Linked DNA regions of Sus scrofa: regions 1, 2, 3, 5, 6 and 7 are each linked to region 4. Evidence: chromatin contacts called from public Hi-C and HiChIP or PLAC-seq data. All regions are on one chromosome and are shown on one strand. The core of a region is the stretch at or near the end of the contact, and the rest is flanking DNA. Distances in the headings are between cores, read along the strand shown.

Region 1 (2,791 bases), core at 36-2,535, 950 kb before region 4:
TGCCACCGCCACAGCAATGCCAGATCCGAGCCATGTCTGTGACCTACAACATAGCTTCTGGCAATGCTGGATCTGTAACCCACTGAGCAAGGCCAGGGATTGAACCTGTGTCCTCATGGATACTAGTCAGACTTGTTTCTGCTGAGCTACTACGGGAACTCACGTTGCTAATTTTGTATAGCTTTGAGATCAACAAAGGGCAAAGACTTTGTTAACCTAGCCTTTGAAAGAGTTATTTAAAAATATCCTGATATTTAGGTTTCTGACTTAAAGTATATATATCAGTAACTAGTATGTACAGTGAGGGGTTTAGTTGTGTGCTGAAGAGAACATTTTGTTAATGTAAGGCAGAGTTTCCTTGCAGAAATTCTTTATTCTTTAGCCAAAGATGATGCTTTTATCTGAAGGTTTTGAAGTCCATCTGGAATTACAGCGAAAATAAATTCTATTGTGATTGTTTGCAGAGGTCTGCAGTGCAAAGGGTGACCATGAGCTTGTAGATAATAGTTGAATCTTAGCATTATTCTGAAGCTCAGAAGTTAAACATAGAAAGGGTTATATAAAGGTAAACAGAGCCTTTCATACACTCAAATAGGAAGTATATTTGTTGATCTGTAAAATGTACTCAGGTGGGCATTTCCAATTAATTTTAGACATTTTTAAAATATATTTCCTATATCCTGGAAAACTATAGTCTATGATTATATTTAAAAATGCTTTCTTCTCAGTGATTTACTTTCACTTTCCCTCCCTGGTTATTGTGGTAATGTTAGGTTGTTTGCACGAACTAGTAAGAACATCCTTCATAAGTCTTAATATGTTTCTGATTACTTTTTAGCTGCTATTGTATCACCTATAAGGTTGAGAATTTTATAGAAAGCTGGCCTTTTATGAGGAGCTGATGGCCCAGGGGTAGTAGATTTGATGCTTTTTCAGGGTGTAACTTCCAGCAAGATAACCATTTGTGTCAGGGATGACAGTTGTTACTGGATCACAGAGCCGTATCTTTCCATGAAGTCTCTCCAACAAACTCTAACTTTCAAGGATAAACGTCCTAAAGAGGTTTGGTAGCTTCCCTCCCTTTTATCCGCCCAGACAGAAACAGGACAACACGCAACGTGAGGATTTGGGCATAGAACATAACTTGGAGATACTAAATATAAAATGAGACTTCTAGGCACATTATTTGTATAATAAACAATGGGGGCTGAAGCAGTCAAACTGGACGGTTTCCTTTTCATCAGACCTTCTGTTTTAGGTGGATGACATTTTGGAATCTTCTCCTTGGGGAGTTCTGGAATGGCTAGCCTGCGCCAGGAAAAACCATTTTGTGATCTCAGAAGGAACTGAGTAAAGATTTGCTCTGCAGCTATCTCTCTCTTTTACCGAGGAAAATTGACGGGGAAGGATGACAGGGTAAAAGATGCATTGGTTGAAGTTGTGGAAGATAAGCAGCTGTTTCAGGGGATTAAAGTATGATTTTTTTAAAGTGGAAATTGCAGAGAACAGATTTGATTTCCTAAATGAAACCAAAGACTGAAATGAAAGTCAGGGTAAGAATTAATTAGGGTATGTGTAGTAATGAAAGACTCCATCATTTAGAAGGATGTGGACACATATAATTGAGAAACCATTTTCATAATTGGGTCTTAAAAATGCTTCTATTTGGGGGGCTATTGATATATATAATTAATTGCCATATGTTATGCATAACTTTCTGGAAAACTCTCAGTGTTGCCTTTGTGGCGTCAGGAATGAGTAGACTTTGTAGAAGTATGGTAACATTATTATATCACCTGAAAATGGATGGAGCTGAATATATACATTTCTTAAAGTGTTGTAAAGATACTGCATATCTTAATTGGCATATTGTGATGAATGCTTTTCCTATAAGTTTTTTTTTTAAATTTTAAGCAACTCATTTTTTTGTTGCTAAACTAATGTTTTTGTTTTAAAAAAATTTAAGCAATTTAAATTACTGAAGTATAATTTAGATTATATTAACCCTTAAAATTCACCCATTTTTCCTATGCAATCTTGTAAGGAGTTGTCCTTATTTTACTTTATTTTATTTTTGTCTTTTTGTCTTTTTAGGGCCACACCCGAGGCATAGAGGAGTTCCCAGGCTAGAGGTCGAATTGGAGCTGTAGCTGCCAGCCTATGCCACAGCCACAGCAATGCGGGATCCAGCTGCATCTATGACTTACACCACAGCTCACCACAACACCGGATCCCTAACCCACTGAGCAAGGCCAGGAATCAAACCTGCGTCCTCATGGATGCTCTTGGTTACTGCTGAGCCACAATGGGAACTCCATGTTCTTATTTTAAAATGAGTCCTAGGTGACTAGAAATGGAGGAGAATTGCTTGTTATTACATAAGGAATTCTATTATTCTTTATAGCAACTGAATGGTTTTCTCTATTCAAGTTCCTAATATTTAAATTCTCTATGCTAAAATTTTTGTTTACATTTTGCGATGCTTTAGTGAAATGAAACATCTCAAAAATGGTGAAACGAAATTTTTGAAAAGGGTGTTGGGATTCTTCTTACTGTGATACAGGATGCAGGCTGATTTTTCTGATCTCCACGTTCAGTTTTTTTTTTTTTTTTCTTCTTTAGAAAGAACATGGGAATATTTAGTTTTTAATTTTCCGTCTCAACAGAAATTTCCTCTTCTCATGATATAAGGCATAAAACTACACGTTTCAACCAACAGCCTACTAAGTGGTGCTGGTTTTGATTTTGTACTAATTGTGCGTTATCCGTACAAGTAGAGTAACATTAGCTT
Region 2 (2,911 bases), core at 281-2,780, 590 kb before region 4:
TGCCACAAGCTGTGTATAGGTCCTGGACATGTCTCAGATCTGGCATTGCTGTGGCTGTTGCATAGGTGGCTATGGCTCCAATTCGACCCTAGCCTGAGAACCTCCATATGTCACAGATGTGGCCCTAAAAAGACAAAAAAATAAAAAACAAAAATAAATAAAATAAGTCTCAGGCATTTTGGTTTTTACTTAACCCTTTGACCTGGCACTTGAAAAAGTGTGACTCTGTGAAAATCAGATATACTCAGAGCTGTAGCAGTCTTGCTATGTTTGTAGTAAATGTAAGACATCCATCATGAAGACCAGGAGATGTGCTAGATATATGGTGGGTAGGAAGAGGAGTAAGCCTTGCCAACATACAGCTGATGGGATTCCCACGGTGACACAATAGGATCAGCGGCGTCTCTGGAGCATGGGGACGCAGGTTTGATCCCCAGCCCTGCACAACGGGTTAAGGACCTATTGTTGCCACAGCCGCAGTGTAGGTTGCAAACTGCAGCTCAGATCTAATCCCAGGAACTATATATGCAGCATGACAGCCAAAAAAGAAAAAAAAAAAAATGCAGCTGATAACATTCCAATTTCTTTGGATTAAAAAAATCAGAGATCAAGCAAAAATAGCTATAGTCAGAGAAGTTCAAGTGAGGAGTAAATAAAAGGAGGAAAAATAATGTATTGGCTCTGAGATGAGTAGCCTAATACCTTTTGGAATAAATTCAGCACTTTAATTGCAAGATAGCAGAAACTAATGTTGCATTTATAGCAAACCCTTATGCTCAGCACCAAAGTAGTGCCAGAGTTGTTGACCTCCAAATAGATGCTCCGGAAGAGCTGCTGAAAATCAACAGAAGATGCTAAACTTAGCTGTTCACCTTACCTGGAAAAACACCAGGTATTTAATTCACAGGTTATGGTTAGAGTGATTGTCATAACATTACCTTGTTAAAATTCTTGCTTTAAGATAGCTATAGTGTTGGCCTTGTCATGTCTGTCTCAGGACCTGTCCTACTCTGTAGTGGCTCAATGAATGAATAAATAAAAGAATGAATAAAGGAAGAGCCTTCTTCATAAAATAAAACTGCAGAGTCCACTCTATTAATGTGAACTTCGAGGTCTTCACATTCTGGCCAGAGGAGGCAGCACAAGATCACAAAGAAAATGTGCTTCAAGGTGGAGAGTTTGTCCCAGAGAAAACCACCGCTCCTCTGCCCTTGATCAGCAGGGAGTCACCCTGTCCTGTTGTGCCACACCAGGGAGAAAGCAATCCCGAGGAAACGGAACCCAGTAACAGAGCAGCAAGGCTGCGCAAGAGTAAAAGACCCGAGCACCTGGAAGCGCTCTCCACGTCCTCCTTTGTCCCTTTTGCAAGACTTGGGCACGTGGGTGGTTCTTCTCTCCTCCTCTGAGTGGGAGAGCCTGGAGCTCACCGGGTTCCACTAACACCTCCTTCTGTAACAGGAAGGGCATCATCTGAGCTGCACAGGCATCACTGGCTTCCAAGTGTGAAAATGGGCCTTAGGGAAGGAAGCCAAGCCAGGGAGCCTCAGCCCCCACCCTCCAATGCATTGTATTTCTCCATCTTCCTTGCACGAAGCCTAGACCACTGCAGAAATTATTTAGCTAAAGTGTGGAAGAGAGTTCATCAATAAGGAACAAAGAAAACACGAGAAAATCTGAAAATAAGGGAAATGAACAACACCAGTGAGTGACAGGTGATGATTTTTTTTCTAACTGTAGGGCTAGATGGAAGCCACCTTTGAATAACTACTCTGATGCTCAAATACCCTTACAATGAGGGTTCCCAGCAAATTGTCTTCATGGGACCCAGCCTTCTTGTGTTTCTGGAAGGTACTTCACACTACAAACTGTAATTATAGAGCACTTCACCAGGCTGTTTTTCTTCTTCTTCATTTTGTTCACTTCACAATCATCTGACTCTTGAGATTTCTTTCTTAAACTCTTTTATTACTTTTTTTTTTTTTCCTTTAGTTCAGCAGTTTAAAGGGGAGATCATTTAAAGGAAAATACCAAAGTTTCTATCATTATTTGAATGTGTGGTATGGAAAATAGGCCTACTGGAAGTACATTTTATTAAATCTTAAGAACAAAAGATGCATATTACACTTAAGATGCACATTAAGCTTTTTATGGAGAGTCTAACATTATGTGTGGCACTTTAAATAGTAGATATCGAGTAAATGTGTGATGCATAAAAGGAAGGGAGGGAATTCCTTGGGCCTCGTGGTTAAGGATCCCGCATTGTCACTGCTGTAGCTCAGGCCACTGCTCTGGTGTGGGTTGATTCCTGGCCCACGAACTTCCACATGCCTCTGGTATAGCCAAAAAATTAAAAAATAAAAGAAGGGGAAGGAAAATTCTTAATCATCAACAAGCATGCAAGTTAGTCATCTGATTGGAACATCTACAACCCCTATATTTAACTTGTCACTGCCTCTTAAAAAAAGAGCGATTCATTTTAAATGATGACATAACTGACAAGGATAATCTCAAATATATATTTACATATATGTGTGTGTGTGTATATATATATATATATATATATATGTATATATATATATATATGTTTATATATGGAAAACACCCTGGAATTGAAGAAACATAATTATAAGCTTATGTAAAACTTATTAAATTTGGATATGAGTCAGAAAGAATAGATGAAACTATTTTACCTCATCTCAAGTCTGTGATGCATCTTCATTACTAATAGGATAAAGATAAGATCCTGTGATGTGCGGAGTCCTGAACATGGTTTCTCCATTGTGTCCCTGTTCCCTCTTCCTTTTCCTGCCTTTATGATGCCTCCTGTATAGCCTGTATTTTTTAAACTATTTTATATTCTTGCTATTTTTACTTTCACTTTTTCTCATCTCATAACTTACTACATGATGAC
Region 3 (3,046 bases), core at 242-2,741, 940 kb before region 4:
CTAGCTATTAATTTGTCTCTGAGTTGAATCCTCCAAAATCGTCCTGTTCCTTTTTCAATTGCAACAAGGTCATGGTGCTTCATGAGGAACAAGCCAGCCATTTCCATGGCAACATATTCTATCAAAACATCACAAATCTGTCTTGCCCCTTACCTTTCAACTCTCAAGTGCAGAAAGAAGGAGGTGTGTAAGCAGTGTCATTATTCTTACAGTGTATTGGATTACATGAAGGCTGGAGGAAAGTCAGTTAAAAAAATTAAGCTCAAAAGTACCTAAATGCACTTAGCTATGTATATGTAGTGTGTGTATGATTTATTTTGAATTAAGCAGTTGTTTTAGGATGGAAAAATGAAGATTCCAAAAAATTGCTGTGAAGATTGATCATTTAGTGTCTAAGAGAACAGTAAAAGAAAAACAAGTATCTGAGTTATACTCGTAAGCATATCGCACAGTCACTCCAGTCAATTAAAGTCTACCTTTACTTAAAGGCTCTAGCACATTCCCATCAGTCATTTTGGCTTAAGGCAGTGTTACTTCATCATGAGAGTGGCACCTCGAACTTCTAAGTGTGTCCAGAATTTTCTCATGTTTTTTTTTTTTTTTTTCTGTTAGGAGGAACTGGTGAGATAATGTAATCATCACTTGTTAATGGAAGGGGAGGACAGTGGGTATTGCATCATTATTGAAGATTTTATAGCCTTTGATAGCAGGTATTAGGGAGTACAGGACATCCTTTTTTTTTTAATAAATCAAAAAATTTAAAATGTATTTTAGGAGCTCCCACTGTGGCACCAAGGGGATCAGCGGCATCTTGGGAACCCTGGGACGTAGGTTTGATCCCCGGCCTGGCACTGTGGGTTAGGAATCTGGTGTTGCTGCCCCTGCTGCTTAGGTTGCCACTCTGCCTAGGATCTGATCCCTGGCCTGAGAGCTCCATATGCCATGGGGCAGCCAAAACAAACAAACAAACAAACAAACAAATATCTGTGTGTGTGTGTGTATGTATGGATATGTGTGTATATATACAAAATATGTATATATTTATTTATTTATTTCTTGGCCAGACATTTTTGCAAAATTCCCAGTTTGTCATTGTGACCCATGAAGATGGTAAATGGGGTAAGGCTTGGTGCTTGCTCTTTGCCCATGTCCCCTGTCACATGCCCCATGCTGCATCTTTGCTAGCCCTTCCTATAGAGTGTCCCCCCTTCCTCCGGAGGTTTGGCTCACCTGACTCACCCCTCCTGTTCGGTGGCAGGCACTTTCTTTTCTCTGGAGGAATGAGCCATGGAGCAAGTGTTCAGTAAACATTTGCTGAGAGAATAGAGATCGGAATGAATGGAGTTTGTTGTTTGGTATAAGCTGTTTTCTCTCTATGGGAAAGGTATATACTCCCATATTTTTTTCGCTGTGGATATGTAAAATGAAGCTGGAATATGTTCTCCACGCCCCTGGTGCCTTTCCAGGCCTTTGCACACAGCCAATCACAAGAGAACTCCTAAGCCCACCTCTTTTCCTCCTTTACTTTCACTTCTGACTAGCCAACCGTGGCAACTGTCTTGTGGGAGAAAGTTTTCAGAGTTTACAAGAATTACTTGTGAATTACTTGCATTACAGTGTTTTATTATGAAATAACAGAGAAAAAGACTAAAAGAAGAAGATACAGGACAGCCATAGCCTCCCTACTGAGATGTAGACATAAAACATTACTGGTACAGCTGAAGCTCCCTGACATACGGAGTGGAGATTAGATGGGAGTCTATTTTTCATTCTCCCTTTCTGCCTGTTTACTCCAGAAAAGATCCAGCCTTCAAAGGAAATCGTCTCCTCCTCTGTGCTTTCCTAGAACCACCCCAGGCCTGTGAACCTGCCAGTGTATTATTATAACCATCTGTTCAGATGTCTGTCACCTCTGCCAGGCTGTGCTTCATCTTTGTGTTCCCAGCACCGTGCACAATGCCTGGGATGGAATAGGTGCTCAGTAAGTGCTTGTTGCATAAATGGGTGAATGAATGAATAGGTACAATTCTTTTCTAACAAATACCATTTGAATGTAGGATTCTGTTTAGCAAAACTATTTCCTTGTCCAGCCCATAGTTACAGGGCCTTGCTGTTCTGATTTGAGCAAATTGAATTAAACATAAAATCTTGTAGAACAGATGCACTTACAAGTCTCTGCTCACGCAGCTGCTGGTCTGTTTAATAAAAACATTGCTGTTTTGCTTGAGTATTCATAGCTTTTTCTTTTTGTTAACTCTGTTAGTATCGTGGTGTAAGCAGAGACCACAGACTCTGAGATGAGTGGAAGAATGAGCCAGTGATCAGAACTGAGGGAGACAGTAGGAGATGGGTGAGGTAGATGTAAATAGGAGTTGTCTTGAATAAAAAGAATAAATATATATATTTGTCCTCCTTGGACCATATAACTCTTGTAAGTTTTAGATCCCAAATTTCTCAGGCAGTTATTATTCATCTTCCCTACCCTAAGTCACCTAGGTATATAACATCTCTACTTTGTATTATTAAGAGTAAATGCAGAGGTATTTGCTATTTATTTATTTATTTATTTATTTTCGGCTGCCCCTCGGCATGTGGAGTTCCTAGGTCAGGGATCAGATCTGAGCCGTAGCTGCAACCTAAGCTGCAGCTGTGGCAATGCCAGACCCATTAACCCACTGTGCCAGGCCAAGGATTGAACCTGTGTCCTAGTGCTCCCAAGATGCTGCCGACCCCATTGTGCCGTAGTGAGAGCTTCAGTATTTTCTTTAAGTTAAGAATTCAGGTATGATTTATATTCAGTAAAATGTTCAGATCTTAAGTGTTCAGTTCAGTGAATGTTGTCCTATTTTGTACAGCTGTGTGCCACCTCCCAAAGAAGACGGAGGAGACTTCCATCACCTCGGCAGAGTTTGTTGTGCCTCTTTCCACTCTGGCCTTCCTTTCTCTTCCCCTCTGTAGCAGCCAGTTTCTTTCTTTCCTTTTTTTTTTTTTTTTTTTTAAGGGCTGCACCCGTGGCATATGGAGGTTCCCCAGGCTAGGGTCCACT
Region 4 (3,142 bases), core at 506-3,005:
ACTGATTTACCTGCCAGCTTCCTCCTCCCAAACATGAGACCCGAGGTCGAGTCACAAGGGGCGTTGGTGTGCCCATGCCTTGGGACCCGGGTGCCGCGACTCCACGATTCCCTCGCCTTTACAGCACGGGAGGCGGCACCGAGGCAGGCTGGCCTCTTCGAAATCCCTGGAGAAGGGACGCTTGAAGGTTTGGGTGCAACCAATTGTCAACCTCCCTTCGTCCTATACAGCCTTTTCCTCCCCCCGCCCGCCGCGCACACGCCCTGCTCTGCCCTCTTGATCGGGCAGCTGCCGGCTCAGTGGAACCGGGGAGGGAGTGCCCAGCCGGTGTACGAATGCCGCATGCCAGCCGGAGCGTGGGTTCCAGACGCACAGCGCGCACGGAACATTTAGGCGTCCAAAGCGAAGGCGCGGGGGAAGCCAGGGGGCCGAGTGGCTGTCAGTTCCGGTCAGGGACGGAACTGGGCACCATAGCCAGGGGCCCAGCTGGCCCTGTGGAGAGGGGAAATGTAGAAGCCGAGCACCCGGGAAACCACCCCCCGGCTAGAGGCGGCCAGTTGCAACTTCAAAGGAGGGCTAGGAGCTGGCGAGGGCGCGGGGGCGTGTGTGTGTGTGTGTGTGTGTGTGTGTGTGTTCAGCTTCTTCCCCGGTCGTAAACCTAAACGGAAGACGGGTGTTAAAGTACTGCTGACAGGATCGCCTGAAACATGTTTACAGTAGGAAAGACTTTCCTCCAAAAAGCACAGCCTGAGTCGATTCCAATTTATTTCCTCCCTGTAACCATAATCGCAAGGCCAGTCTCAGCCGGCGCGGCGGAACGCGGCTGAGCACCATTAATCCCCGCCGAATCCTCTCCGAGCTCAGGGCAGGAAGAGCGCCGAGCCTGCGCCACCGAGTCGCTGCGCTCGGTCAGGCGTCTGGCTGAGACCATCTTTCCAGGAGGAGGGGTATCCGTTGCCAGTCCTTAAGTAAAGCGCGCCTCCTTTGCAGCGGCTCTCGGAGAGAGACTTCTAACTACTTGCAGCTTCAGCAAGATACGGACACGGTAATTGATAACTGCCCGGTTCACTTACTAGACCCAAACCGGAGCTAGCCTTGGCGTCTCCAGTGTCTGGGAGCTTTGACAAGTGAACAGGAGGCCAAAACTGTTCGTTGCCCCAAACTCGATTTATGATTTAAAAAAAAATCATCAAGATTCATCGACACACTCTATAACCTCTGATCATTTAAACTGCTACCTAAACACGTTGGAAGAGTGTGGGATGATAAGGGTTCGGGAGAGGTGGAAGGGGGAGAAGAAAGAAGTCTGACAGTCTCCACGTTTTCCCACGTCTCCATGCGAGTGCAGGGAGGCTCAGCGCTGCCACCTGGCGGCGGCTTCTCCCCGGATTGGGAGCCGGCTGGTGGCAGAGCAAACCCAGGCTCCCAGTGGGTGTGCCCTGCTCCTGCCTCGCGAAATGGGGCAGACAGAAGCTTGTATTTATGCTTCAAATCTCCGTGGCCCAGTGGAAACACCCGTTTTCTTCTTGTTCTCATGAGGATACTGAAAGGAAAGGAAAAATGAGTTGGCGCTGGTATGAAGTGCATACATAAACCTACCAGGTGCCAGTCACTGATTAGGAAGGGGTAGAAAATGGTAAAAAGTTATTAGAAATGCAGGGTTTTTATCTTTCAGTTCATTCTAATAGTAAAAATCATTCATGGACTTCATTTTACCCCCAGACCCTATTTTGATATTTTGCAAATAAGAATTACTTCCATACATTAATTTTCAACATGCCCCCCAACCCAAAGGAAAGTCCAGTTCTAGTACAACTTCATCAGCCCCCCCAAAATGGAGTGCAAATTACGTTTGCCTACCGGATTGAGAAGAAAAGGAGCTTTGGATGGAGGGTTCTTTGCCATAAAGTATGGAACCAAAAAGCCTGAGGCCTTTTAGTTGGCAAAGGCCAAGGACATCAAATTTCTCAGGCTTCTTCCCTATCTACTAAAGTAACAAAGACAAGTATTTCTTTTCTCTTTATTTTCTTTGAACTGAATACTTGTTAGGTCAGAACAGCGCCTACAATCATAGTTTCTATAACCAAGGCCAGGCAAAATCTTGCAAATCAGTGCAAATCCAAGAGATCTGTTAAACTAATTTCCCTTCAGATTTTTTTTCCCCTCACTATGCTATAGGAATATATTAAGCAGTGGGATACAATCTTATTTCTATCTATACCCCATACCATTTTATGGATTGATATTTTATGTTGTACAGGTGTGCGGAGCAGAATAAAAGAACTAGCAGATATTATATTACATCTCAAATAGTTTCATTATTAGTTTAATAAATGAAACAAGATTAAAAATATTTACATTAATTCAAAATTTGGAATGTATAGCATCATTGCTAATAAAAACAATTACTCTATTATTCTAAAACAGGAATTTTTTTTTGCAAAATTATCTTGGTTTACTGTTAATGTGGCTTAAAGAGTAGCATTAAGAATTACTTCATGTACTGCAAAGCCAGCAGAGGGAACACTGAGTACTGATTTAGTAGGGGCCACCAAGTATCTGGTATTTGGGGAAAAAAAAATGTCAGTAATGGAAAATTGGTTACAAAGCATGTGAAGTTAGGTAGTGAGAACACAGAAATCTTTTCTCATTACTTGCTATTCAGAGGCCTAATACATTCCAGTGTGCACATACTCAGTTGGTGAGAAAAATGACTTTAGTAAAAGGCCATTTGTCACATGTTTTGTTACATTTTAAGAGGACTACTAACACATAAGAACAAACCTATTTCAGCAGTCTGTGCATTCATGTATACCCTAAAACTCTTATAAAGTCAATGGAAATTACTAACAATGTATTTCTTTAATTCTAAGAACTTTTTCATTTTTAACTTCTCAGATGTCTTACAACCATGGGGGTATCAGTGTCATTGGCAGTTGTTCTCTCTTAAGGACATATAACAATAGTATGTCTTGAAGACATTACTTAGATTTGTTGAAATATGGGAAATACAGCTAACAATATAAATAGGCCAGTGGCTATTTTTTTTTTTTAGTACACACTTTAAAAAGATCTGTGTGCTTTAAACATAAACAAAACTACTCTGCTTTAACTTCACTTTTCCCTGATAATATTCACTGCT
Region 5 (3,104 bases), core at 15-2,514, 530 kb before region 4:
GAAAAAAAAAAAAAAAAAAAAAGGTCAGACTAAAAAATGTTAAGTTGGGTGTATTGGGGATAGCCCTACATCTTCAACTAATTTTGGCTGTTTTGACAGAAAGGGACTCTAGCAAATTCATGGGTATTATGATGTTAAAAAAAAAAAAAAAAAGCCAAAGAAAAAAGATGCTAAACTTAAGTATGTTGTGAACCTAGCCACTTTGGTAGAGATATTCACTTGCAGTGCTGTCATAATTTTATTCTTAGCAAGAACTTTTGTACAGGAATAGTCAGATCAAAATATGGGAGCATACCCATAGGGTCAGATAAACTAGATTTAAGTCCTGACTGTCTTTGTAATATTGACCAAATTACTTAACCTCTTTGACCTTGGTTTTCTTATCAGTAAAATGAAGATAAGTCCTTTTCTTTAAGGTTGTGAGACTTAAGATAATGTGCACTAAGATAGACTTAAGACAGTTCTTGGTATTCACTCATTAAATGACTGCTGATGCTTTTTCTAATAATAATAAAAGCAGCACAACAGAACAGTCATCCAATGATACCTAACAAAATAACAAAAGAAGTACAACCACAGCAGAAGAGTCATGAAGTGATACCTAAAAAATAAAAACAGTTGATACAGTCTATGTAGAAGCCAATGCACGTGACCAGTGCAATCTAAGATACACAGAAAATCAGTACAGAAGAAGAAAAATACATTGAAAATATTTTTGTTTTTACTTCTATAAATTTTTAGAAAATGTCCCTCTGTGTTGAAAGTGTAGTTGGCAGACGTTGTCCAAAAGGTTGAGAAAACAGGGTGAATATGCAACAGCTACATGTTAATTAAAGTCTACTAATGTCTCCAAGAACGATTCTGTCAATTGGGGTCTTTTTTTTTTGGACCAGAGTTCTCATCACCCTTTCAAGACCTTTCTTCCTTTCTTCACTCTGCACTCTGTTTCAACCCCCAGTAGCACTAGTCTCTAAACCTTTCTTTCCTCTTCATTGTAAACCTTTGCTTTCCTGGAACACTTAAGAGTCCTTGTCACTGGTAGTTAATTTTGTATGTTGTCAATCCTGTTGAAGTGTTGTTGGTTGATATTGCCTGGAAACTTCTTTCCTAAATAAAATTTGCATTTGGCTGGGTCTTTCCTTACTTAAACAAGGAGAAATAACAGAGAATAGGTTAGGAACTCTGCAGAACCTATATGCAAGATATTTTTGTTCAGAAGGAAATTTCAGCACCTGCTGCCCCTGAGCAGAAGCTGTATGCTTTTTTATAATGGACCCACCCATTTTAGAAAAGCTGCTAGTACATGGAGTAGTACAGACTCCCAGTACTGCCTCCCCCTTTTCAGCCCCCCAGATACAGAATTTAGTTGCATTTAAAGCAGAATTAGCTCTCTCATCTTTGGGTGGTATAAAACATTATCTTATCCCATTATTTGTTTCAAAATAAATACATAAAATATTGTCGTGAGTAGTTCCACAGGTTTGTGTCTAGCCGGGGAATGCATTCTGAGCAGTATTCAGAGGGGGTCAATTATCTGCCAGACTCTCATGGCCTGGCTGCTGCCCAGAGTCCTGGGAGATATAATCAGTTTCAGTTAATCCCAAACAATGGATTGTGGCGGGAACTCGGGTAAGTGGCGGGTGGACTGCACCCCGTCTGTTGATTTAAGTTGTCAAGAGAGCTTGACTCATGCTTAGACCTGACACCAGTTTGGGTCAGCTGACTGCTCTGAAAACCATTACCAGTAAACGAGGCTTCTTTTGTGTGTGAGGAGGGAGAGGATGACCTTTGTGGTCGTTTTACCCCTCCTTCTGCTCACTGCAGCCTCCACAGCCCAGCTGTGAGGCTCTTTCCATGACTTGTGATCTGCTCATACCACTCATGCCCATCCCTGGTTATCCAGCCTCATGGCTGAGGGAGATGCCAGTATATTGTGTGCATCACACTCTTGTTGGTGATGTTTAATAAAAATGCACTAGTATTCACTTTATCATATGCCACATCTCTACTGCATTTCATGATTTTCATAGGGAGTCTTATCTGTCCGATATATATTTTAGGCCGGGGCAGGGCAGGAATTACATTGCATCAGCGTTAATCATTCTTGTTACCTTTTGATTAGATCACTCGGGATAAATACTGGTTGAGAGAATGATGTCAGGTTGAAAGCATGAGGATAAATACGGTCAGAACATTAGCACTTTGTTTAATGTGATTTTTTTAAAAAGTTTGAAGATAAATGAGTCTTATTTTGTCATTCTATTTTTTTCTACCATGAGCCTTTGAAAGTAAATCATAGCAATTTGAACTTGAGAAACACACACAAATGGAAACTTCTTCTTCCTTTGATACCAGTTTAAACTTATTTACTCTGAGTTGATTTAAAGCCCGTATATAGGGGGTCCTTTTGTGGCTCAGTGAGTTAAGGACCTGACATTGTCTCTGTGAGGATGCCAGTTCCATCCCTGGCCTCACTCAGTGGGTTAAGGATCCAGTGTTGCCTTGAGCTACGGCATAGGTCGCAGATACAGCTCCAATTAGATGCCTCCCTGGGAACGCAGGTGTGGCCATTTAAAAAAAAAAACAAACAAAAAGCCCATATATAGGTATGTTTGTTGCAGTAGGTCTGACTAAAGGGCACCATCATATAATGGCGAGGTGCTGTGAGGAACTGAACCCCAGAGGGTGACCCAGGGTGGCCATAAGCTCACACCCTCCTGTTAGCACCAGTTAGTCTCAGGAAACCTTGAGGGCCACACTTTGATATGGATCATCTTTCCCGTTCTTTCTGTAAATTAGTTTTGGAAAGCCAGAAAGCTTCAGCTCTTCAAGTACATAAGATGTATGATTTTCTCTTTCCATACCTTTATCAAGCTTTGTACCCTGTCTCTTTCCTGTTACACTTTTGAAGGTATCTGCATCATTTAAATGATTAGCTTCTCAATCATAAATGATTCCATTTTCTAATGACTAGAATTTTGTCTTCTGGAGAATGTCTGTGACAGATTTCCGTGGTTTTTATTCTACTTTCTAATTTCGTTTTCATTTACTTAAGAACAAAGTGCAAACTTTCATGAGAATAGATGCAGTAGACAGAGTGCCGT
Region 6 (3,167 bases), core at 183-2,682, 660 kb before region 4:
TAAGCCTCTTTTACAGTTACCTCATCTGTGAAAGAGGAATGATGTTTATCTGGAGGAATTGTCAGGACAATTCTTGTACCTTGGAAAGCCACCTCAGTCTGACATTGTTTTTATAGGCCTCAAGACAGGTAAATAAAGGGAGAAAATCAATAATGGCTCGTGTTTGGTCACTCTGCCTTTCTGAGGGACTAAGGCCTCCACAGGTGATCTGATTTCCTGCACCTTGTTAAGCTCTGTGATACAACGAGTAGTAAGCACGGAGCAGATGTGAAGGTTTAGCATTTACTCTACATAGTAATGTACCCGAATGATACTATATTTATTTCACAGATATGATATTGCTTTTATGCTTAGTAGGCATTTATTATTTTTTTCCCTTGGTATATTGTTATCAAAAGGGCAGATGTTTCGTAAAAGCCCGCTTGCTTCAGAATTGAAATGTTTTGGTGTCCTTCGTCCTTATATTTTCAGTATCGTGGTGCAAAACTCAATATATCCTGATTCTATAAATAGTAACAGATTTAGAATTCAGATTACACACTTTGTTTTCTTTATATTGAAGAGGACAGTCCATTTGAGTGTTTTGCTTTAGCACCTTTAAGTAATGAAAAGAATTAGTTAAGATTGACTGTTCCCAGTATGAAACACACACACACACACACACACTTCTCTGTATATATTCCTCTTACCTCTTTATGTCAGTCTTCTTACAAATTAGTCTTCTAGATATTATAAACTTAAATGCTAGCCAGAACCAGCTAAAAGTCAATATACGTATTTGATCAACACATTTATTTAGTGTATAGCATCCTGGGTGTGGGGACATCTAGCTGTGGCAGTTATAATTCCTGCCTCATATACCTGACATGCTAAAGGGATTGGAGGAGAGATGGTTGGACTGCTGTAAATATAGGAGAATAAATAAGCATTTATATTGTTTTCTGATCATTGCTGTGACAGGGAAGACTTGGGTGGTCAGAGGAGCTTTCCTGTAGCCATTGGTGCAAAATATGCAACACTTCACCAAAAATATGTTTGTAACAGCAGTTCAGACTCAGGGAGGTGAAAACTCTTCCCTCGTTTGATGAGCATAGTGGTTCTGACCCTGACAGATGTGTGCATCTCACATACAAACCTGTGCAGTCTGAGACCTCAACAGTTTAAGGAATTTCTAGTGACATATAGTGAAAGTATCCTGGGAGTTTTCAGATCTTTCTTTGTCTATAATTTCTGTCCTGTTCCCACCATGACAGAGTTTGCAAGTGTCCTCTGGGGCTGAGCAGGACTGAGATGTACGAATCTGGCCGTCATACAGGCCTGCCTGAGCTTACTGCCCTGGGGCAGAGACCTGTGTCATTGATTTACTAGTGACTCACCATGTCTTACTCTGGCTGACCCTGGCTCTGCTTCCTCAGCTGGAGTTCAGTGTGAACTCAGAGAACGTGTTTGCGACCTGAAATTGGTTCTGTGTGCATTTCTCACTGTTACTCATCCACGCGTGACTCATGGCTTGGCTCCCATTTTAAACGTGTGCATTGGGGTCACTCTTAATTGAGCCTTCTCTCAGAAGCAGAATCTCCTACTTACCCTGTGTTGACTCAACCCTCGAATGTTTGAAGTGTCTGTATTTGGCTTTTTATGGTTATAATCCCAGCGCCTTGGCCTGGAAATTTAGGCCACTTGTGATCTCTATTTCCAGCCTTAGACATAACCACCCCGCTTCCTGCTGCTCCTGTCAAACTCACCTACTTACACTTTTTCCCACATGTGTTTTAAGCTTTCCCACCAAGATGATGCATCTTTGCTGACCTGGTTTCCTTCCTTCCTTCAGACTGAACTCAAAATTGCCATCTTGGTTTTGGAATTAGAGGTGATTTCTCCTACTGGAAATAATTTCTCCCTACTGGAGACTATCTTGTAGTTGATAATATTTTACTTTCTCCACTTTGTATTGTGGTTATTTATACTGTGTCTTGTCACCCCTGCTGGAGTATGTTTTCATCCGTTTCCCCTGTACTATCTCATACATAGAGGTTTGAAGTAAAGGTTTGCTAGTGAAAAGGAGTGGGGACCCAAACTTGAGCTGGCATCAAGAACAGTGAGCTTGACCGTCCTTACGGTTACCTAGTAAGCTTCCCCCTATTCTTCTGCAGACTCTGATCTCCAGCAGCCCTTTGTATGCCACCCTACCTGCCCGTGTGCCAACGCATAGCAGCTTTACCCTCTTGTCTTGCACTCCTTCAATTGTTGAATAAGTCAGCACATCTCTAAAGCCAGCCGTAACAACCCCATGTTTTTATTTTTATGTATTTTTTTATTTTTTTAAGGCTGCATCCTTGGCATATGGAGTTCCCAGGCTAGGAGTCGAATCAGAGCTACAGCTGCCAGCCTACACCACAGCCATAGCAACCTGGGATCCGAGCCACATCTGCGACCTGTGCCACAGCTCACGGCAGTGCCAGATCCTTAACCCACTGAGCGGGACCAGGGATGGAACCCACATCCTCATGGATGCTAGTCGGAGTTGTTTCCAGTGAGCCACGACGGGAACTCCATAACCCTATGTTTTTAAATAAATCTCTCCCATCAGAGGCTGTTCCAGTACCAAGAGGACAGAGAAGTATCTACACAGTCTTAAGATATTCAGGTGGACTCTCTTCCCATTTTTGTGGACCCTGAAAGCTGCTGGTGCCACTGACAAAGTCAGGCTCCCTAAAAGGGGCAGAGAACACTTTGGTAGCAGGAGGAAGCAGCGGCAAGAATCTCCATTTGGTTTTGAAGTATTGATACTTCCTGATTAGGAGGAACAGACTACCCCTCTTAGGTTTAAAATGGCTCATATGTGCTTTAAAAAGCGCTCAATAAATAATATTTCCTGCCTGTTATGTACAAGGTCCTTGAACAGTTTTGATGCCATTTAATGTTTAAAACAACTTTTTTTCAGTAATTATTATTTCTGCTTTTATAGATGAAGAGCCTGAGACTCAAAGGTTCATGCAGGAAGCAAAAAATGGATATCCTGGGGTCAGGTGTTATCTTTACCTGGTGTTTTGAAATTAACCTTCATTCTCCTATTGATCAGGAAATTCCTTCATATCCTTACTGGATTTCTAGACTGTTTGCCCCTGACCTCCTCTGACTTTTCTTACCCCTCTGGTTTCAAAAGT
Region 7 (2,870 bases), core at 348-2,847, 980 kb after region 4:
TTATGTAGCTTTCATTTTCATTATATACTGTGGGGGCGTATGGTATGTTCCAATGAAGACACATCTCCATGGCAGTATGCCTGTAAGGATGGCTGCAGGCTGCGTAAGACAGGAGTTGGGAACAGAAGAGGGAGAACCTTTGGAGTGAAATGCAGTGTTGGAACGAGCATCATCATGGGTCACATCTTAACCTCCCTCCCCACCCCACCCATCCCCAACATGACCTAAGTCTTTGAAGAAAGAGGTAAAGTCTTTGAAATATTTAAAAATCAATGATTGAGAGCAAACCACTAGGTAAATGATAGGTAATATAGTGCCCTTCTCCCCAAACCCACAAGGCAGTTCCAATTTTGACTCCAGTCCCTATTGGAGTGGTTCTAGAAGGCCATCTGGAAATACTTTCTCATTCCTATTTACTCACTTTCAACAGATAGTGTTGAATATGTCAATATGTGAACTTTTCACATTCACTGAATGTGAATTGTTATGTGAGAAGATAGAAGTTAAAGTAGACAGATAGGGAGTTCCCGTCGTGGCGCAGTGGTTAACGAATCCGACCAGGAACCATGAGGTTGCAGGTTCAGTCCCTGGCCTTGCTCAGTGGGTTAACGATCTGGCATTGCTGTGAGCTGTGGTGTAGGTTGCAGATGTGGCTCGGATCCTGCATTTCTGTGGCTCTGGCGTAGGCCTGTGGGCCTGTGGCTACAGCTCCGATTGGACTCCTAGCCTGGGAACTTCCATATGCCTCGGGAGTGGCCCAAGAAATAGCAGCCTTAGAAAAGACAAAAGCCTTAGAAAAGACAAAAAAAAAAAAAAAAAAAAGTAAAGTAGAAAGACAAGCAGTGATCAGATAATGAAAAGCTTGCTTTTTTTTCCCCCTAAAGTCTTGGTATTTATCTTGGAAGACCTTAAAAAAAAAAAAAAAAAGAAAAGCAAACAAAAACAAAACACAAAGAGAAATCTTTGAAGGGCTTTAAAAAGGGAAAATAAATAATTGCATTTAAGTGCAATAAATAGACAACATTCGCTTTTCTTTTGCTTTACGTGATTGGTTTAAGGCCATGTTTCCCAAATTTATCTGACCCTTAGAATCATCTGAGACCTTTTGAAAATTCCAAAGCCCAGGCCACATCCCAAACCAACTAAATCACAATCTCTAGGAGTACATGTTGGGAAACATAGAAGTAAAGGGTAGGGGTAAATATTATTTATAGCAGATTAATTTACTTGAAATGGCTTGGGCCATTTTATTTATTATTTTACATGTTTTTCATGACTTTTTACTTCCTCATATTTAAGTCATGGAGAATGGCATGATGAAACAGTGCCAGGACCTCTCACCAAAATAGAAATCTATTCAGCGGTGTAATTGCAAAGGCACTTTGCATCTTGCTAGTAGAAATAGGAGCTTGGGTTGAGGCAGGAAAGATGATTTTCCAGACACTATCTTTGAGTCCGTAAATTTCCCTTTATTTCTCCCACAGACTCATGCCCCCATAGTAATATTTTCAATATAACACCACATACTTACACATTATTTGTGCTTAGAGAGTACATAGTATTTATTTTTTACCATGTTGTAGTGATACGTCTGAGCAGGCATGACCACACAAGTCAGTTATAGGTACACTCTGTCCTTGATGTTCAATTCAGGTAGGGACCACTTAACACACAAAAGGGCTTTCCCATTATATCCTGGATCATACCTTTTTCTCCTACTCTGGATACAAAGCAGAGCTTTTTCTCTTGATCTTCCTTACTTGTTGAGGCGGAAGATTTTTTTTTTTTTTTAAAGTACAAAATGCTATTTAGTTAAGACACAAACATACCCACATGTACCCCAAATTGTGCCCCGCTTCCAGATTTGGTAAATGTAATGCGTGGCTAGAAATCTGAATTTTATGGAATTCCTGCCATGGTGCAGTAGGTTAAGAATCCAAATGCGTGGCTTGAGTGGCTGCTGAGGTGCTGGTTCGATCCCTGGCCTGGTGCAGTGGGTTAAAGGATTCAGCATTTCTGCAGCTGTGACGGAGTTTGCAATGCAGCTCAGACTCAGTCCCTGGCCCAGGAACTTCCATATGCCACAGGTATGGCCGTAAAATTAAAAAAAAAAAAAAAAAAAAGTTTGAATTTTAAACAAGTGCTCTAATACTTCTGATATTATTGGTCTGCTCTCACTCTTAGAAACCCTGATTTTGGCACTTGAGATGCAAAGATAAATAAGGAGGAATAGAACTGCCTAGAAAGTATTTTTGGCCCAAACAGTTTTTTGTGGCTTCTGTATATATCATAGACATTGTTCTGAACTGGAATGATTTTTCTCCTGCCAAAAGGCCTAAGAAAAATGTCCAAGTAGAGCTCTCTTCCATCTTTGAAGTAGGCTTTTCCCTTTTTTCCTAGCTTTTCATGGCATGCTTGCTTTTCTCTCACCATCCATACTGTACTTGTTGGAGTTCTGGATTCTCCTCATTCCTTAGCTTTGCATCCTGCCCTTAATCTAATTTTTATTTCATTTCATTTATGTATTTAATTTAAGTATTACTTTCATGCTCAGCCATTTAGAGGTTCTACCTGGCCAGACCAGCCAATATGGCACTAGTACCAGGTGAGCCTCCCTGGCATCTTGATCTATTTGGTAGTCATTTTGCTGCTCAGGTAGGAGTTCACCATGGAATGAATGTTGAACTAGAAACACTGGGATCCAGTCTTGCTTCAACATTTAGCAACAGAATGATCTTGAACAAATTCCCCTTCTAAAGTGTGTCTTCCTCTTCGGAGAAAGTTGGAGAAACTTCTATCTGTTCTGCCAGCTTAATGAAGTGATCGTGAAAAGAAGTGAAACTGCTGTATGTCAAAATCATTTGTCAATC

The links. Hi-C and Micro-C count contacts between places; a contact is called where the count stands out from the background. HiChIP or PLAC-seq counts read pairs in DNA pulled down with a chosen protein or histone mark.
Region 1: a Hi-C map of skeletal muscle shows a contact between it and region 4, with 14 times the contacts expected there. The contact joins the enhancer-like site here to the promoter of SOX4 in region 4. A contact is called at or near these places in 1 of 5 promoter capture datasets (liver), 28 of 47 Hi-C or Micro-C datasets (adipocytes, alveolar macrophages, blood and 15 more) and 2 of 2 datasets of contacts at active chromatin or transcription factors (alveolar macrophages and skeletal muscle).
Region 2: an H3K27ac HiChIP or PLAC-seq map of skeletal muscle shows a contact between it and region 4, with 16 times the contacts expected there. The contact joins the enhancer-like site here to the promoter of SOX4 in region 4. A contact is called at or near these places in 13 of 47 Hi-C or Micro-C datasets (brain, embryonic fibroblasts, epiblast stem cells and 6 more) and 1 of 2 datasets of contacts at active chromatin or transcription factors (skeletal muscle).
Region 3: a Hi-C map of omental adipose tissue shows a contact between it and region 4, with 4 times the contacts expected there. The contact joins the enhancer-like site here to the promoter of SOX4 in region 4. A contact is called at or near these places in 5 of 47 Hi-C or Micro-C datasets (embryonic fibroblasts, mesenchymal stem cells, omental adipose tissue and 2 more) and 1 of 2 datasets of contacts at active chromatin or transcription factors (skeletal muscle).
Region 5: a contact with region 4 is called in a Hi-C map of embryonic fibroblasts, with 6 times the contacts expected there. The contact joins the enhancer-like site here to the promoter of SOX4 in region 4. A contact is called at or near these places in 6 of 47 Hi-C or Micro-C datasets (embryonic fibroblasts, fetal heart ventricle, fetal skeletal muscle and 2 more) and 1 of 2 datasets of contacts at active chromatin or transcription factors (skeletal muscle).
Region 6: a contact with region 4 is called in a Hi-C map of embryonic fibroblasts, with 7 times the contacts expected there. The contact joins the enhancer-like site here to the promoter of SOX4 in region 4. A contact is called at or near these places in 14 of 47 Hi-C or Micro-C datasets (alveolar macrophages, embryonic fibroblasts, epiblast stem cells and 9 more) and 1 of 2 datasets of contacts at active chromatin or transcription factors (skeletal muscle).
Region 7: a Hi-C map of fetal skeletal muscle shows a contact between it and region 4, with 4 times the contacts expected there. The contact joins the enhancer-like site here to the promoter of SOX4 in region 4. A contact is called at or near these places in 13 of 47 Hi-C or Micro-C datasets (brain, embryonic fibroblasts, epiblast stem cells and 9 more) and 1 of 2 datasets of contacts at active chromatin or transcription factors (skeletal muscle).

Annotation. Positions count from the first base shown.
Region 1 is chr7:15,930,791-15,933,581 of Sscrofa11.1, forward strand. The region is part of intron 4 of CDKAL1 (threonylcarbamoyladenosine tRNA methylthiotransferase); the gene reads left to right. Among named protein-coding and RNA genes, the nearest start is that of CDKAL1, 22 kb to the left of the region's middle. Within about 2 kb of position 1,286, at least 17 of the 83 cell types and tissues checked have an H3K27ac peak or open chromatin away from gene starts, as enhancers often do. A contact at or near this core is called in mesenteric adipose tissue, omental adipose tissue, skeletal muscle and 1 more, where this site is marked.
Region 2 is chr7:16,299,196-16,302,106 of Sscrofa11.1, forward strand. The region is part of intron 10 of CDKAL1 (threonylcarbamoyladenosine tRNA methylthiotransferase); the gene reads left to right. Among named protein-coding and RNA genes, the nearest start is that of CDKAL1, 390 kb to the left of the region's middle. Within about 2 kb of position 1,531, at least 2 of the 83 cell types and tissues checked have an H3K27ac peak or open chromatin away from gene starts, as enhancers often do.
Region 3 is chr7:15,949,285-15,952,330 of Sscrofa11.1, forward strand. All of the region lies in intron 4 of CDKAL1 (threonylcarbamoyladenosine tRNA methylthiotransferase), which reads left to right. Among named protein-coding and RNA genes, the nearest start is that of CDKAL1, 40 kb to the left of the region's middle. Within about 2 kb of position 1,492, at least 42 of the 83 cell types and tissues checked have an H3K27ac peak or open chromatin away from gene starts, as enhancers often do. A contact at or near this core is called in omental adipose tissue, retroperitoneal adipose tissue, skeletal muscle and 1 more, where this site is marked.
Region 4 is chr7:16,885,079-16,888,220 of Sscrofa11.1, forward strand. It overlaps SOX4 (transcription factor SOX-4), which reads left to right and starts at 1,756. Exons shown (of 1, transcript XM_013977467.2): 1 at 1,756-3,142.
Region 5 is chr7:16,360,482-16,363,585 of Sscrofa11.1, forward strand. The region is part of intron 11 of CDKAL1 (threonylcarbamoyladenosine tRNA methylthiotransferase); the gene reads left to right. Among named protein-coding and RNA genes, the nearest start is that of CDKAL1, 450 kb to the left of the region's middle. Within about 2 kb of position 1,265, at least 14 of the 83 cell types and tissues checked have an H3K27ac peak or open chromatin away from gene starts, as enhancers often do.
Region 6 is chr7:16,224,594-16,227,760 of Sscrofa11.1, forward strand. The region is part of intron 9 of CDKAL1 (threonylcarbamoyladenosine tRNA methylthiotransferase); the gene reads left to right. Among named protein-coding and RNA genes, the nearest start is that of CDKAL1, 320 kb to the left of the region's middle. Within about 2 kb of position 1,433, at least 19 of the 83 cell types and tissues checked have an H3K27ac peak or open chromatin away from gene starts, as enhancers often do. A contact at or near this core is called in embryonic fibroblasts and fetal liver, where this site is marked.
Region 7 is chr7:17,869,329-17,872,198 of Sscrofa11.1, forward strand. The region is part of intron 2 of LOC106504342 (a long non-coding RNA gene); the gene reads left to right. Among named protein-coding and RNA genes, the nearest start is that of HDGFL1, 180 kb to the left of the region's middle. Within about 2 kb of position 1,598, at least 2 of the 83 cell types and tissues checked have an H3K27ac peak or open chromatin away from gene starts, as enhancers often do. A contact at or near this core is called in fetal skeletal muscle, where this site is marked.